2 separate regions of the Gossypium hirsutum genome follow, and region 1 is linked to region 2. Evidence: chromatin contacts called from public Hi-C data. All regions are on one chromosome and are shown on one strand. The core of a region is the stretch at or near the end of the contact, and the rest is flanking DNA. Distances in the headings are between cores, read along the strand shown.

Evidence for each region. A called contact is a pair of places that touch in the nucleus more often than the background predicts.
Region 1: a Hi-C map of leaf shows a contact between it and region 2, with 6 times the contacts expected there. The contact joins the promoter of LOC107888680 here to the enhancer-like site in region 2. A contact is called at or near these places in 12 of 34 Hi-C or Micro-C datasets (callus, cotyledon, leaf and 2 more).

What each region holds. Positions count from the first base shown.
Region 1 is chrA09:8,897,688-8,902,621 of Gossypium_hirsutum_v2.1, reverse strand. It overlaps LOC107888680 (DNA (cytosine-5)-methyltransferase DRM1), which reads right to left and starts at 1,595. Exons shown (of 12, transcript XM_016812849.2): 1 at 1,426-1,595; 2 at 1,152-1,195; 3 at 814-951; 4 at 257-356; 5 at 130-176. The coding sequence starts at 1,154.
Region 2 is chrA09:8,750,325-8,755,028 of Gossypium_hirsutum_v2.1, reverse strand. No RefSeq gene overlaps it. Among protein-coding and RNA genes, the nearest start is that of LOC107888683, 19 kb to the left of the region's middle. Within about 2 kb of position 1,803, at least 3 of the 9 cell types and tissues checked have an H3K27ac peak or open chromatin away from gene starts, as enhancers often do. A contact at or near this core is called in leaf, where this site is marked.

The sequences.
Region 1 (4,934 bases), core at 346-2,845, 150 kb before region 2:
ATTATGAAATCTGCACACTAACATTCCAGTAATTTAACAGTAACAGTTCCACCACAAAAGCCGCAGCAACTCTCTATCATCAAGGGGTGTGTAACTAATAAGCATCTTTAAATAGGATGTACGACTCACAGAGTACTGAAGAAGAGCTTCAAGTATCAAATTTGAATTCTCCTCTCCTGGACAATAGGAAAGCAGGATTATAAATGAGTTAAGATGGAAACTTGTGCTCTAAGTAGTAAAGACCTAGAAGCTTTACCATTTTCCTCAATTGCTTTCGTAACAAGTTCCTGGGAGAACCCCATCCCAACAAAATGGTCAATTAACTTGGAATTAGGAGAATCTGCAGACGAGCTCACCTTGAGACAATAAAAGTTAACCGTGAGTTTGTTTTGACATTAATTTGTCCCTTAGCTATTATATGCCAGGAAAAAGATATATGTAAGTACAAGAGAGAAGATTAATTGTTTGCAAACATAAGTATTTGAATAACTGGGATAGACACAAAAGTTAAAAGGCTTGATCTTAGTGAATGCATACATATTCATTGCTATGGAGGCTAATCAATGAAATTTAAGCCAAGGACATTAGTAATATCATCAACTAAATAAAGCAGTGCATGAAAAGGAGATGCGAAACTACAGTGACCTCCAGAGAAAATTCCCATAAGAACTCATCAATTAATATCTATAATGTTTCTTCGGAAATTAAAAATGAAAGAAAACTTCATCGTAGATAATTTTCATAATCATTAAAACGATTTGCATGTTAAAATTTCCAGAATGCCATGTGATGTAATTATGCATGAGCAAGTACCTCTGCTGTGCCTAAAACAGCTTCCCCATTGGTAAGTGACACTCCTGAGCGAGAGGCGATTGCATAATTATCAATTTCCAGCTCATCTTCGGTATCCCAGTCAAAATTATCAGCATCACCACCAGAACCATTTTGATCCTACAAAAATTACAAAACCACACACACATTCATAATATCAAATACAATATATATAAGATTGAATAACTAAAGAATTTTCATTTCTTTTAGCCAACTGACTAAGCCTAGTGCACAAATGAGAATTTTTAGCAAAATACAGGAAGAATATTACAACGACACATAACATTAAGGAATAAAAAAGTAATAGAACTTGAGAGTACCATTTTCCTTGAGCTATAGTACAGCCCAAGAGCAGTTTCTTAACCTGTAAAAGAAACAATGAAAACTTATCAGAACTCCGTTACCCGGACTCGGCAATTAGGGGTGCCGTACCAGTGTCGACACGATCCGACACGGATTTCCGACACTGAATACGAGATCAGATCCGGCGGAAACCGACGGACTCGGCGGCGGGAGAACTGAGAAGAGAAGGAAAAAACAGAAGGAGAAAAAGGAAAGAGAATGGAGGAAAGGACAAAGAAAGAAGAAGGATACACGGCAGCAGCGGCGATCGTCGACGAGTTCTGACAAAGAAGTTACCGGTGGAGGAAAAGAAATAAAATATACATAGGGGAAGCCCCAACGGCGGTAACGGAGAAGAAGAGGAAACGAGGAGTTGTGGGTTCAGTCTTCACAGGGTTTTTCAATTTTTTCTATCTTGGTCACCTATGTAATTATTTATAAATTTTTATAATTATTATAGTCATAATTTATTTAAAAATGACATAATTTATTTACGTGTTAAAAAATAATATATTTAATTAAAAAAATTGTTATAATTCTTTATTATAAAAATATTATATTATTTCTTTTTATATTATAAATAAAAGGGGAATCGGAATTCTTGAGGGGCAGTGTAAAGTAAAGTTGATTAATAAATAAATAAAATCTAACGCAGTTAAATTTAGCAGCAGTTTTCCGTTTTCCTCTGTAGGTAGCATGGAATAATCGTGCTACTGCGAGGTCGTTGAAGTTCAGTTATAAACTGGTTATCCTTCTAATTAAATTAAGTTGTTTTAAATTTTTTATAGCAATTTAAATTCAAATTACTTTTTAAAAAATTGAGTTTATTTTTAAAAATTTTATTGATATTTAAAATTCAAATTAATTATTAAAATTCATGAAGATAGACAATTACTTAATTTTAAAAAAATACTATTAAATTATCTAATATATATATTAATTTTCATCCACACGCATGTGAGATTATCTTTTCTCCACTTTAGTTGAGAGTTGACGAGACCGTATAGATGAAAGTGAAAGTATGGAATCTCGGGCCTGTTTGGCTGTTGAATTGAAATTATTGGATGCCAAGGAAATAAAATTATTGGACATTATTTGATTTTTAAAAACTCAAATTTTTTAACTTAAAATACTTCCAAACACTACTTTATTTGTTTATATTAATATTTTTTAAGTTTTACATAAAAAATTTCCACAACTGTCATAATTTAATGCTAGTTTAATTATATTTTTAAAAAATATTTTTAAGAAATAATTTTGAAAAGTTTAGTTAATGATTTGATTGCTTAGTATTGTTATTCAAAAGTATTTTTCAGAAATAAAATATCTATTTTAGATATGATAGTATCGAGTATCAAATATGCATTTTAATAATGTTCAAATTAGTTAGTATTATTATATTTTAATAAGAATATAAAAAATAATTTATTATAACTTGTGGTTAATATTTTAATATATTAAATATAAATTTTAAATATTTTTAAGCAATAAATATTAATTATTTATAAAATTTAATTAGAATATTTAAATTATATTTTTAATATTTAAATAAAATTATTCAATATTTGTAATTAGATATTAACACATTTGTATTATTTAAAAAAATTATTTTAATTAATAATTTTAACATATTTATAATTAAGTACCAAAAAAAGAAAGGAAAAATAATATGTTATTGGAGGGGTGAAAAAATAATTAAGCATCAAAAATGTTTTTAGGAGAGGAAAAGCTAAAAATCTTAGCTTTTCATTTTCAAATGTGTTTTTTAAACGTGTTTTTTGAAAAGTAAAAAATTTCAACTAAAAGTAACTTGTTTAGCATAGTTTTTTTTTCAAAAGTATTTTTTAAGCTAAAAGTGTTTTTTTTAAGTACTACTAAACAAGCCCTTAGTCAAGGACGAAGACATAAAATTTTTTTTAGGGAAGTCGAAGTTACATTTTAATTTTTACGATAATAAAAATATAATTTCATCATTTGAATACATTATATCTTTATATTTTTAAAAGGATTAAATAGAATTTTTATTATTTTTACGGAGGATTAAAGTACACTTTTACTTTTATTTATTTAAAATTTCTTAAAAATAAAAGGTCTAAATAAAAAAAATTCTATTTTAAGGGGTCAACTCCGACCAAACTCTCGCTATGCCCCTAAATTTATTGTATATCCCATACGACTTTTAAAATTTGAAATTAAACTATACAAGTATCAAAAAGAGTTTTTTTTAAAAAATCAAAAATAGATTTTCTTTAAGGTCAATTTAAAAAATTGTAATTTTATAAAAAATACATAAAAGAAATAAAAAAAAATCCAAATGAGACCATATAAGATGATCTTATAATTCTAGCGTTTCTTAAAGTTCAAACGGATATTATTCAAATTATTACTAAGTAAATATATTTATTTAACTTAACTATAAAATACTTTAAAATAATAATTTAAATTCTCGATTAGATCTTAACTTAATTGACATCGACATTAATTTAAATATATTAAAATATATTTATTTTCTTATTTAAAAATTAAAAAAATTTTATTAATATATATATTTTTTATATTCTTTAACCCTTATAGAAAGTTTCTCGAATCAAACACACCCTTATTTTCTTTTCAAAGAATAAACATGTGACATTGTTTGCCTTACTTTTTCTCTTTTGTCTTTGGCTTTTGTGTTGAGATTCTTACTCTAAATAAGTAGGGGTAAATATGAGCTGGTTTCCACTATGCATTAAATATTTACTAAAATTAAATTTTTATTATAGATTCTGATTATATCTGTTTTTTTAATATAATATTTAATTTATAATTCATCCTAATTTATAAATTGAAGGATAATATACTTCAACGCACTCGAACCTACATTTTCTTATATTAACAACAATACACATACTAATCAAACTAATACTCAATTGGCAAAATAAATATTTTTAATCTAAATAAAAATGTTACAGTTGATATTTAAAAAAAATATTAATCTCAATTATTTTAAATACTTTAGTTAATTAAATTTTATAAAAATATATTTAAAAATATTTAATTAAAAGTTTTATAATATATTTTGTCAAATTTTTTACTTGTAACAAATTTAAATAATAAAAAGTTACAGTTCAAAATTTTATTATTAAAAGTTAAAATATGACCATTTTAGTAGAATTGGGAAAATATTAAATATGATAATATATAATATTAAATAAATAAAAACAAAATATGTAGCCGTGTTAAAATTTATATAACAAAATTATTAATATTTAAAATTTTATCAATTGAGTCTTAGTTTGATTGAAATAGGTATTGTTGCCATTGTAAGAATAATGAGGAGGGACGTAGATTTGAGTGTCCTGAAGTACATTATTCTCTTATTTATTTTGATGAAATGACTAAAATTATTTTAATTTTCATAATTTACATTTTAAAAATTCTCACTGTAATGGTCACAGACACTTACACTCTATTAATTATTTGAAATTTGAAATTTGATTCCTTTATGTAGTTATGTTCATTTCCTATTTATTAACCGAATTTCGTACATACCTAATCATGATAAAGTGCTCTCAAAAGCTGGGAATAGATACTCACCAGTTAAAGATATTCTCTGTTCCAACATAAATATATTTGATGTTTCAATTAATTAATTTTAAAATAATCTCTGTTCCAACCTAAATTTTATGTATTATCAGTGAATAACGTAATATATTATAATTATTTTAAAATTAATTTTTATTTAATTATACGCCTTCAATTATTTTTTATTTTTATTTAGT
Region 2 (4,704 bases), core at 554-3,053:
CATACCAATTGAGGACCGAAAGTTTAAAGCTTCAAAAATGACTTTCTTAGGTTTTTAAGCATGTACAGTGGAGAAGAAGAAATAAAAAGATGACATCTTCCTCCAATTTCACTTATTTATACCATGATTAATCTTAATTACCTAAATTTAATTAAGCTAATCACGTTTAATTAGCTTAAGTCACCATCAACCACTAACTATAATTGAAAAATGGTTTAATTATCATTTTAAACCTGTCTAATTGCAACTTAAGTCCCTAAGCCTTTGGCCAATTAAAAACCTATAACGATTGGACTTTTACAATTTAGTCCCTGCACCTAAATTAAGCAATTAATAGACAAATTTGAGGGGTCAAATTTTAATATTATTTTAAATATTTACAAAACTAGTTTATAGAAATGGGGTTACGAAATCGCCTTTTTTGACACCACAAAAAATTAGGCTGGTACAACTCTCTCCCCATTAAAAAACTTCATTCTCGAAATTTACTTGAGAAAATATAAGGGTATTGAGATTTCATAGTTTCTTCCGACTCCCAATTAACCTCTTCTTTACCATGACGATGCCACATTACTTTCACTAATGTTACAAATTTGTTTCTCAACTCTTTTACTTCTCAAGCCAAAATCTTAATTTGTTCTTTATCATATGTCAAATCAGGCTGTAACTCGATTTCATCTGAATTTAAAACATGAAAGGGATAAATTTATATCTTTGTAGCATCGATACATGAATCTTATCTAGTTTTGGAGGCATAGCTAGCTAGTAAGCTACAGGTCCAATTCTTTTACGAATTTTATATAGCCCAATAAACCTCGGATTGAGCTTTCCTTTCCTGCCAAAACACAATACCTTTTTCCATGGTGAGACTTTGAGAATGAATTTATTGCCAATCTTGAATTCAATGTCTTTTATTTTCAAGTCAGCATAGGACTTTTGTTGGTCAGAAGCAAGCAGTCTCGAATAAACTGAACTTTTTTCTTCTGTCTCACATATCAAATTTGTTCTCGCTAACTTTCTTTCACTCAACTCTGACTAACATAGAGGAGTTTGACATTTTTGACCATATAAAGCCTCATAAGGTGTCATTTTTATGCTCGATTGATAACTATTATCTTCAAATTCAAATTCACTTTGATAACTGTTGTCTTCAAATTCAGAATTAAAAGCTCAAATAAATTAATTATTTAATCCAAACATACAACAATCATTTTCCTCAAACTAAATATTTAACAGATATAAAAACAACCTACTAATTTGATGGACCTAAATACATGCCAAGAATAAACTAACTAAAAACCATCTCCGCAAAATAAAAATTGTATATTTTTTGACAATGTTGCTCGATCATTAACTCACAAAATATCCATAACCTATACACGAAATTAAAAATCAAGACACTGAGATTTTCACAGCTAAGTGGTGTTCTAACAATTTCCATCAATACAATATGCAAATAATTAAATTATAAGCATGCTATAAGTACTACATTAATATTTAGTATCAAATCACAAAAACAAGACACATTATTTCTCTTAATTTAAATTATACTATATTCATTCTATCAGTCACCTATATCATCACACACAATATATCACCTATATCACACTTATAAACTCATGAGTAACTAACATTAGTTCTTTGGCTCCAAATAATTGATATGAAAAAATCATTTGATTACATAGATATCCAACCATCACAACAAAGTGCAAAGTGTAAAGTGTTACACTACAATACTCTAGTATGTACATGATATGTCATAACCAACTATCACATCAAATGCACAAAGCGTAATACGATACTTCTAAGTGCGAGTAGCAACCTGCATACACAATGTTTAAAAGAGCTTTATATCCCATAGCATAACAATTATACTCAATAACTTTCTTAAATTATTTATGGGAGCTATTATTACTATTTCATTAATAAACAAAAATATTTATTTAATCAGATATAACGCATACTCGTGAATGAACATATACCATGAAATTTGGATAAACATAAATTATAAGATGGGTTAAGACCAATTTTAAAATCAAATTAAAATTTGGATCGACAAAATAGACACCCTTTATCCAAAATGATGTTGATGGATCAAGAAATAAACCAATTTCTTTTAGGGGCCGCTATTGCTGACTAAAAACAGAGACTTTTAGGTTATAATGGGTTTTGGGCTATTAGCTAAATACTGATTCCGCCAATAACTACATAAATCCTCCTTATTCTATTTTTTTTGCCTCTGGGCCAATAACCACATAAAGCTACTAAAAATTCCAAAATAAATTCTCATTTTTCATAATTCTTTCATATTAATCCTTTGCTAAATAAAATTTCAAAAACTACTAAAAATTCAAAAAATTTAATTCCTAACTCAAAGTAAATTTTTTGATATTTGTTGATACAATGCATCAAGTAAACATGGAAATCCCCAAAATGAGAAAAAAGGGTATCCCCTATTTTTTAAGAAAGATGGAAGTAAAAGAAGGAACCCCTTTTCCATCCCTGGAATTTTATTATATAGGTCGAGTAATCAGGTTGGATGTCAGGTCAGATCCCCGATCAAGTTGTAATTATTATTATATAAAATATTAAATTTGCTTCTTAGTAAACCTCACAGTATTTTACTGGAATATCACGAAATTTGAAATTGAAAATTTTGAGGGCATTACATTGTAGATATGGAACCCTGACAATATTTGTTACTTTTTTTGAATTATAAACTTCTTATATGAGATTTTTACACTTTTTTAATCATTATATTTATAAAATGGTGATAATTTTATACCAAAGTTCATCAAATAAATATATATATATATATTTAAATAAATATACAGTATTCCACGGGTAAAAAAAACTAATGGATATCTATTATATTATAAGGTTCCGATTCAAGAAGAAAATAATTATTCATGTTCACATTATAATTTTTTGACATTTGGGTGGGTTCATTATCTTTTAATTTTTTTTTAAATTACTTTTTGCCTTTTGTTTAAATTTATTTCATTTAGAATTTTACTAAATATAAAATTGTTTTTAAATAAATTTTCTCTTTATTTCAAGATTTTACTATTTTAATTAACTTTTAAGGTTATAATATTAAAATTACTCAATATTAAATTATTAAGCTTAAAATATAGATTTAAAAAAAAAGACATATATTACTAACATTCGTTAAATTAAATTTATATTTTCAAATATAATAAAATTTAATTGCATTCATTGATTGAAGTAGAGCATATATATAATCATAAAATTATAAAAAAGAATCGAATATTAACCATTTTAAATTTAAAATAAATTAATTTAAAAATATAAAAATAAAAAACCTAAAAAAAATCACTAATAACATTTTTTAAATTATAAAAATATTAATATTAATATTAAACCATGATGAATTGTTGTACTATTTTAATATTAAACATTTTTAAGATTAATTAACATTAATATAATATTTTTTAAAAATAGTTAAATATTTTTAAAAACATTTTATTATTACATTATTTTTTCAATTCGTTAATGATTTTAAAACAAAAATTAATTTTATAAAGAAATTATAAAGTTTACAAAGGGATACAAACTAGTTATATACCTCATATATATATATATAAGTACGAGAGTATATATAAAAAATTTGAGTTTTGGAGTAGTTCTTTTAAGATTCAAAATACTTCATTTTTTTAGTTATATTTAAAATGGATTATTTTTTTAATTAAGCTTTAAATATGATTTTCTTATCATTAATAATAATAATTTTTAAATAATAAACAAATTTAAATATCAAGCATTAAATTATAATTAAAATTAAAAACTAAAATCTCAACACAAACTTCAAAATAATATAATTGCATGTAGCTACACCTGTTCATGGGTCGGGTCATCCAGCTCGGTCCGAAGACCCTCCCAAAATGTGGGAGGGTTTAGGCAAAAATATAGGCCCGAAAAATAAGCTTGGACAAAAAATAAGGCCCGTTTAAAAAATAGGTCAGGCCTCAGGTAAGGCATTTTTGGCTCGAGCCCGGCTTTCACTAAAGGACAAAAAAATATGTTTTTTCTTTTTGTTTTTAATATTATTTTCTTATTGTTTTCTCTCTATTTTGTTACCATTTTACTATTATGTTGCTACTAGTTTATTGCTATTGTTTGGATATTGTATAAAACTTATTTTATTGTTAATTTTGTTATTATTTTAAAGATATTTGTTAATTTTGTTATTATTTTTGAGGCATTTACTTGTTAAGTTGTATCTATTTTAGGCTTAGTTTGGATGGGCGGTGTGTTTACCTCTGGTGAGGTTAAAAACAGCGGTGGCAGTGAGATTAGTTACTGTAGCGGTGAGATTGGATACTGTAGCAGTGAGATTAGAAACAATGGTGGAGTGTGTGTTTGGATTCAAACGCAACTGTAACGGCGAGGTGAGAATAAAAAATGACTATTAAGGACATCATATTAGAATTGATATATAATAGAAATTTTTTAAATTATTTTACTTTTATAAAATTATTAAAATATGTGAATTTATAAATTCATTTATTAAAATATTAAAATGTATCTTCCAAAATTTTATTATAAATATTTTAATGAATTATATAACCAATTTAAATTATTTATTAGATAAAGTGATGATTATTTTTAATTTTTTATAGTTAAATATTCTTTTATAACAATGATAAATATCATTTTCACAAATAGTAACATTATACTTGG